Linked DNA regions of Mus musculus: region 1 is linked to region 2. A link is a contact called in public promoter capture Hi-C data. All regions are on one chromosome and are shown on one strand. The core of a region is the stretch at or near the end of the contact, and the rest is flanking DNA. Distances in the headings are between cores, read along the strand shown. Region 1 holds the start of Saal1 (serum amyloid A-like 1). Region 2 holds the start of Abcc8 (ATP-binding cassette, sub-family C (CFTR/MRP), member 8).

Region 1 (4,189 bases), core at 984-3,483, 530 kb after region 2:
TGCAGACCCCTTCAGCTCCTTGGGTGCTTTCTCTAGCTTCTCCATTGGGGGCCCTGTGGTCATAGCTGTCTTAGTTCACATCTATGTTAAATATACTATGATGTCCATAGGATGGAACTGTATATATGTTTAAAGTAATAGCTCCTGAGACTTCATACTCTGAACCACAAACTGGAGAGACTGCAATCACTGAATAGGCCTTTCCGCCAACAGTGGAGGAATGATCCTTTCTACTTATTTACTTATTTTATGTATATGAGTGTTCTATCTGCATGTATACCTCAAATCCCAGTAGAGATGGCTATGGGCCACCACGTGGTTGCTGGGGATTGAACTCAGGACCTCTGGGAGGGCAGATAGTCCTCCTAACCATGGAGCCATCTTTCCAGCCCCTTCATCACCTCCCCACTCTGAGTCTGTTCGGAATCTCACTTCCATCCGCATACCTCGTCCATGGACATATCCCAGACTCTGCAAATCTCATTCTCCATTTCTTCAGCAAGATCTGCCTGTTCTTCCTCATCAGCTGAGCCAGATGTGCCACTTTCAGGTGTGACAATCTTCAGAGACATAAAGGAAAAAAAAATCAGTTAAAATACTCATAGGTCTTCACTTAGATTAGATATTATCACTTAGAAGTCTCAATCTCTCAAAAGTATCTCCTCAGACAAAACAGTTTCTAAAACCTAAAGCCTTGTGACCAAGCCAACTCAGTCAGTCAACAGGTTCTCCAGGGCAGGAGTGAGGATTAAAAAGAAAAAAGACAGACAACATTGTAAGCATGACCCCCAGGCAGTTCTGAGGCTGCGGCAGGTTTATTTTTTCCCAATCTGCTTTTATATCCATTTTAATTACATGCAAATAATAAGGACAAGCGGCACAATAAACACAAATAGTCAAGGAACAAGCAAGGCAATAAACAAAGTCCCTCGATCACCCCTTTGATCACTGTTTCTAGGGGCTTATCAGGATGGCCAAGATATCTGAGCCTACTTCCCGGCCCCAGCCCAAAGTTATACTCATGCCTTCTTTGTTCTAGCCTAAAATTAGATTCCTGCCAGAACCAACTTCCTTGTCATGGCCCAGTATCAAATTCCTGCCAAGGGGTTCCAAAAGCTTTCCACAGTCTTAGATAGATCTACACATTAAACACTCTTCAAGTAAATACGGTCTGTGGGCACTGCAGCAGACAAATGAAAACAACAATATAACCCTTTTGGTTCCAAACGGTTTAGGATTAATGTAGGAAAGGCATGTAACCAGGCAATCACAACAGAAAGAGGCTGACTGTGCTGAACTGGTGAAAGAACTATGGGAGAAAAAATTAGGGACCAATGACCTACTCCTGGGAGAAGACACACATTTCTCTTAAAAGAAGAAATCTAAATCTATGGGAAGGTTAGGACTGTCCTGGGGAAATGAGGCAAGCATTCGGAGGTGACTACAAGTGCTCAGAAAGTATAAGACATGCTTGGAGATGGCCAACTGTCTACTGGTGATGGAACACAATGTACCGTAAAATGGCTGAAGAAGACACAACCAACCTTGGATCCCCAGTTAGGAAATAGAAAGTGTTCTCCTATGAGCAACAAGAACAACCTTTAAAAATAATAAAAAGGAAGGGTTTTTTTTTTTTTTTGGCAATGTAGAAAATGGCTTAGAGAAAACAGAAATTGGCGGTATGGACAGCAATGGGCAGAAAAACATCTATTGGCAGCCTCATTATAATCTCAACCTATACAAAATCTTGTTTACGATAATACTGATTATCTTGTTTTAATAGAAACTATGAAAGAAATGGAGGATCTGGGTTAAGGAGTCCCGTTTCCAGCATGGGATAAGCTCGCGTCTCGGAGATCAGGGTTGTCTGACTCCAAACTATGTATTCCACTAGAACAAGAGCCGACAAAACACGAATGGTAGGGTCTCGACTTCGTACGTGACAGTGGGGTTAGGAAGTAGAAGCCCAGTAAAGTACGTGCGCGGTGTGGTTCTGGCAAGTTAGTCCATCGGCACCCGCGAGCCTCCAGCATCCCGTCCACTCCCTGGGCACGGAGGGCGCCTGCGCGAGTCTCCGCACCTGGATGAGCCCGCTGAGGACGCCGAAGAGCCAGTGCTTGCTGTAGACCGTGCTCCCGATGCGGTCTCCCCCACCCAGGTCCTCTTCATCCTCCGAACCACAGGTAGGCGGCGGAGGAGACGGGTTTCGATCCATGCCGATGCGCGCCAACAGTACCGGAAGCCGCGGAGGAGGCGAGAGGACGCGCCAGAGAGCCCAAGGCACACGGCTCAGCTCCCACACAGCGCCCCCTGCCGTCAGGCTCCCGCGAGGTCCGGGAACCTGTAGGATCCATGGGGTCTTCTTCTCCACCCAGAGCTAGGAGTGAGCACAGAACACACACACACACACACACACACACACACACACACACACACACAGTAACTGCCATGTCCAGATATGTTAGCTATTCATTAGTGCTGATTTAAACCTTACATCAACTTCAATTTTAGCACGCACTTGTGGAGTTTTAATCTTTCTTTGATTTGATTCTTTGTTTGAGTCAGGGTCAAGCTATGTAGTCCAGGCCTGCTACTCGCCATCTTATGCCTCCACTTCCAGCAGCTAGAACTATAGGCAGGTGCCACGGTGCCCAGAAACTCTTGTTTGGTTGGTTTTTGTTTTTAATTCTTTTATCTGAGATTCATCCTAGTACACTGAAGTGTGCATACATGCTCTGCAAACTTACTTTTCTCTTAAAATCTCAGGTGCAGGAAGTTGAGTTAGCTGTGTCTCGTGTTTATGGAATCTTCTGAGTTATCACCCACTCAAGCGTCCCTGCTCCTTCTCTCACAGACTCACTTTTTATAACCAGAAAGTAGCTTTATTCATTTTTATTTTCTCTCCCCCCCCCATACCCCTTTCTGTTGACCTTGAATGAAAACACAGCTCAGTTCATGCTTCTCTAGTTACTCATAGGTAATCAACAGTCTTGTGTGATTTTCAACTATAACCTTAAAGACTTAGTTTAGTTAACCATGATGACTGCAAACCACCCAGCTTGGTGTTAAAGCCTTTCTACCCCAGGGGAAATGATTGCAGAATATGTCTTTTTTTTTCTGCAATTATTTTTTACAAAATGGGAGTGGCTGGCCCTTTTGAAGGGCTGAGATTATCTGCAGAGAGGCATCTAGAGTTGATGCTTTCTCAGTGGGAAGTGATTTTGCCATCAGCCTTTGTAAGTCGTATTTTACAGTGAGTCAGAACTTACTGATTTTTCTCTCGGGGAGGGCACAGGGGACTGAAAGCTGGGGCCTCACCTGTGCTTGGCAGTCATGCTTAGCACTGGGCCATAGCCCAGAATGCATTGGTTTTTATCTAGTTTTCAACTTCATAACTGAAACCATACACAGCGCTTTCTTGCTATCTCGTGTCATATTCCAATTCCATCTCTTCTTGTCTCTTTCTTTAAAAGAAAAGAAAAAGAAAAGAAAAGCAAGTGATGTCCCCTGCTAACCCACAGGCCCTCAACCCTCAGTGTGACTGCCCTGTGCTCTCAAAACAACAGTGACAGCGACAAAGTGCATTTCACAAGTATTTATTCAGCACATTGGGATGTTTAGGGATCCAGATTTTAGAAAATATCTCAACCCAGTAGTTGCTCCTCTTCTCGGGGGGCAGCATGACTGGGAACAACAGGAAGAGAAAACTCAGTATCTTTTAGGCAGGCCAGCAGGTCGGAAGTGGTTGGGGTCTTTGCCACTCCGGCCCCACTCATTGGCAAACTGGTCAGCTCTTGAGTCCTCTGCTCCATGTCCCGTGAACTTCTGAACAGCCTCTCTGGCATCGCTGTAATTAGGATGGACAAGAAGATTTTTAACCAAGCCCACAGGCAGTAGCTCCACCCTCAGGACTCTCTCCTCCTGGCTGTGAGGGGAGGGAGAGGCTGGTAGGACCCTGCCCAGGCTGTCAGCCTCACACTGGATGAGCAGCAGCAGCAGGAAGTGGGGGGGTCATCCACAAGCAATCACATGACCACCAACCCCTTCCAGTACTATGCACAGAAAAGAGGAAGATCGAGAGGTAACGGGTAGTATACACAGGTTGCAGAAGAGACAGCTCCTTCCTGGCTGTCCAAGGCAGTCAATCTCTGTTCACCCAGACCCGTGTTACCTGATGACTTTAGCAGCC
Region 2 (4,018 bases), core at 160-2,659:
GCCCAGCATGGTGATAAGGAGACCATGCAAATCCTCCTTCCCCAGGGATGAGCATATGAACTGGATATCCAGGCACAAAGCCTGAGCCTGCAGGCCGGTCCTAAGCAGGGACCACCACACTGACCTCTTGTGTGACTGTCTACCCATTCTGTTTCGTTTCTGCTAGACATATGGGCATGCACATCATTTACCTCTGTCAGTAACTAGCAGCTTCCTTCTGCAGCAGCTCTTTATTTATTTATTTATTTATTTATTTATTTATTTTTGAGACGGGGTCTTATGTTGCCCACACGAGCCTTGAACTTCCTATGTAACTGAAGATGACCTTAAACTCCCTGATCCTCCTGCCCCCACCTCCCAAGAACCGAGATTTCCAGGATAGCCCGGCTCAGCAACTTTTTACTAATTTAGTTCAATGGCCACCTCGGCCTTCTACCCTAAAGAGTTTTAAAGATTTGCTATTTCTCTTAATTAATGTAAATGAACAGTCAACACTCTTTGAACAGAGCTGATTGGCCTGAGAGATTCAAGGATGTGGAGAGGAAGGGACCAGACTGGGCGCCCAACTTTGTAGACCACTTTCAGGCAAGCGCGCTGGGAGTCGAAGGGGGTTCCTAAATCTGATCTGAGTTGACTCACACTGTCCTGAAGAAGTTACAAGAGAAGAACTGCCTTTGGGGGTGGCGGGATACCGGCACCCAAACTCTATCTCTTTGCAACGTGGAACGGACCCCGGGCCTGGGAAATGCTCTGCCCAAAGTCGGGAAGTTGGGCCACCGGAACAGCTCGCTGACCTCCACCACCAACCTCCCTGGCTGGAGTCTGAGCTCCCTCCCGAGTCTGTGACAGCACGGCCGGGGGGAAAGGATGGCCTGGCTCCCGCCGCAGCGTCACTCAGGGTGAGGCCGATTCCCTCGCGTGCAGAGCCCCATCCCGAGTCAGGCTCTGCGGTAGCAAAACTTGGGGATCCCTAAGGTCGCTAGCGCCCATCGTGTCTGGCGCGAGTTCAAGGATAGGGGAGGGTGCGAGGGGAAAAAAAAAGAGACGCACAGCAGGGGACCCAGGAAGACCAGCAAGCCGGTGGTGCGGGACTGCCGGGGCCGCGCGCCACCCCCACCCCGGCCACTCGTCCTTCCCCCACCCGTCCTCCCGCCCTCCGTCGCTGGGCGCGCGCTCACCGATGAAGAGGATGGGGAATGTGATGAAGAGCAGGAAGACATGTGGCACTACGTTGAGCGCGTCCACGAAGCAGCCGTTGTTGAGGACACCTTGGTCCACCCGGTAGGCGGCCGAGTGGTTCTCGGTGCCGCAGAAGGCCAAGGGCATGGTGGCGCGCGCACGGGCTCTGCTCTGGCTCCGCGCGCCTCCCGCGCCTCTGTTCCTCGCAGCACCCTGGGCTCCCGCACGGCCCGCCCCGCCCCGCCCCGGCCCGCCCCGCCCCCACCTGCCGCTGGGCCCCGCCCTTCCAGCTGCTCTTGTGGGGCGAGGGTGGGGTCTCACCCAATGCGCACGTGCGCTGGGTGCGCAGGCGAGGCGGTGTCTGAGTGGGAGTAGTAACCAAGATGATCCGGGTGAGCCCGGAGTGCGTGGATTTGGGATTCCCGAATGTTGATTCTCTGGAACTAGGCTCAGCTGGATGTAGATCAGAGGGGTCCCCATAGGAACAGAGTGGCACAAGCCCGTACCCGATTCGGTCCAAAGAAACTAAAGAACTTGAACTTAGGAGGGTGCGTGGGAATTTTCAAGTGTCTCTGGCGCGGGGTCGCAGAGTGACCTCACAGCCTGTCCCGATCTTTCCCCTAAAAGATTCAAGGTGTCCTTGCTAGCCAGTGGGAACCTGGCCTGAATCTAGCTCTCTTCCCTTGTGGTGATTAGGGTTTTTGTTTTGTTTTTGTTTGTTTGTTTAAAGATTGGTTTTCTCTCTCTCTCTCTCTCTCTCTCTCTCTCTCTCTCTCTCTCTCTCTGTGTGTGTGTGTGTGTGTGTGTGTGTGTGTGTGTAGGTACCAATAGAGGCCAGAAGAGGAACTTGGATCCCCTGGAGCTGGAATTATTGGTTGAGAGCTGCCTGGCATGGGCGTTACTGGGAACAGAACTTGGTCTCCTCAAGAGAGCCCATGGGAATACTCTTAACCACGGGGACTTCTCCCCAGTGCCTGATAGTTTTTAATTGTCCACTTGCCACAACCTAGAATCAATTAAGAGCCTCAGTTGAGGAATTGCCTAAATCAGGCTGGCCCGTGGGTATGTCTGTGGCTAACTGTCTTGATTATTAATTACTGTGGGAGGACCCAGCCCACTGTGGGCAACACTATTTCATGAACAGGGCCCTGGACTGTGTAAGAGTGGAGAGAGCTAGGTGAGCAGTAGGAGAGCAAGCAAGGACCAGAGAGCAAGTAAGGGAGAACCAGAGAGCAAGCAAGGGAGGACCAGGGAGCAAGCAAGGGAGGACCAGGAAGCAAGCAAGGGAGGACCAGGGAGCAAGCAAGGGAGGACTACAGAGCAAGCAAGGGAGGACCAGAGAGCAAGCAAGGGAGGACCAGAGAGCAAGCAAGGGAGGATCAGAGAGCAAGCAAGGGAGGATCAGAGAGCAAGCAAGGGAGGATCAGAGAGCAAGCAAGGGAGGGTCAGAGAGCAAGCAAGGGAGGACCAGAGAGCAAGCAAGGGAGGACCAGAGAGCAAGCAAGGGAGGATCAGAGACCAAGCTTATCCTTTCTGGTTTTGCCTGTGGATGTGATACTATAAGCACATGCATGTATCCACTCCCACTGCTGTGGACTCTAGCATTCCTTTTTTCTTATATCATCATAATTATCATCTTCCTCCTCCTCCTCCTCCTCCTCCTCCTCCTCCTCCTCCTCCTCTCCCTCCTTTTTCTCCTGCTCCTCATTGATGGAATCTTGCTATGTAGCCCTGAATTCACTGTGTGGCCCACATTAGCCTCAAATTCAACCTTCCTGCCCTAGGCTGGAGTTTTCTTTTATTTTAGGTTTTTCTCTACATTTCTGCATTATTCTTTGTGCAGTTACATGCTCAGCCACGTTGTCATGGATGCACAACCTTTCAGGCAACTGAGGACTGCATTCATACCGAGGGCTTTGTGGGGAGGGGACATACTAGACTAGACTGCCTTCTGCTGTCATAGGTATCTCAGTACAGTGACCAGAGGCTCTGCTGCTGTGTGCTCAGTGGTGCCACCTAGTGATAGTTCTCAGAGCACATCCCCATCGTGAGATAGCATATGGCCAGATTCCTACATAACTTCTTATGTGGCCAGTCACCTTTCTGAGCTTCATTTTTCTCATTTCTAAATGGGTGGGGAGAGGAAGTCATATGAGCTGGGATGAGATCACAGGATCAAAGGGGCTTAGCGTGCAGGTGAGGCAGGTTCTCTATGCCCATTCAGTGTCTACAACTACCCTACACTTGCCTCTCCTGGGTCCTTACAGCAAACAAAAGGTGTGGTCCATTGTAACATTCTAGTGAGGAGAGCTGCAAGTGGCGGGAGCATGTTTAGCCTGCAGTCTTGAGGACCCGTTTACCTCAGGGACACTGTGGCTGCCAGCAGTCTACACAGACCACACAGCCCACTGCCTGACACAAGGATTTGAGAGTTCTCTTGGAACGCATGGTGCCAGCTGCCCAAGAAGGCTCTCTGTAGCTGCCAAGGATGTGTGATAGAACTGCTTTGTAGCTGGGCCCTAGAAGCACCTCAAATGCCCATCAGTGCAGGGTCACTGAAAACAAGCAACCTGCATGGTGTAGTCCTTCCTGGGCTTCAGTGGGGTGGGTGCAGAGAACACGGACACAGGCCTGGAGGAGCGCATGCTTCATGGCATCCTTTATGGATGAAATGGACTTGCGTGTGTCTCCATACAGTGAGGGGCGGGCCTCTGGGTTTGCTAGCCCCGGAGACCCTGCCACGTCTGTAAGCACTGGGAGAGTGCTTTAAGCAAAGGTACCCCACTTGAAGAATTCTCAACCATCTAGTGGCAGAACAAGAACAGACCTGGATTTAAGA

Evidence for each region. Promoter capture Hi-C pulls out the DNA fragments that hold promoters and counts their contacts.
Region 1: a promoter capture Hi-C map of pre-B cells shows a contact between it and region 2, with 3 times the contacts expected there. The contact joins the promoter of Saal1 here to the promoter of Abcc8 in region 2. A contact is called at or near these places in 2 of 39 promoter capture datasets (cranial neural crest and pre-B cells).

Annotation. Positions count from the first base shown.
Region 1 is chr7:46,708,418-46,712,606 of GRCm38.p6, forward strand. It overlaps Saal1 (serum amyloid A-like 1), which reads right to left and starts at 2,234. Exons shown (of 12, transcript NM_030233.1): 1 at 2,081-2,234; 2 at 447-560. The coding sequence starts at 2,215. It overlaps Saa3 (serum amyloid A 3), which reads right to left. Exons shown (of 4, transcript NM_011315.3): 3 at 4,172-4,189; 4 at 3,581-3,847. The coding sequence ends at 3,709.
Region 2 is chr7:46,178,624-46,182,641 of GRCm38.p6, forward strand. It overlaps Abcc8 (ATP-binding cassette, sub-family C (CFTR/MRP), member 8), which reads right to left and starts at 1,410. Exons shown (of 39, transcript NM_011510.3): 1 at 1,179-1,410. The coding sequence starts at 1,326.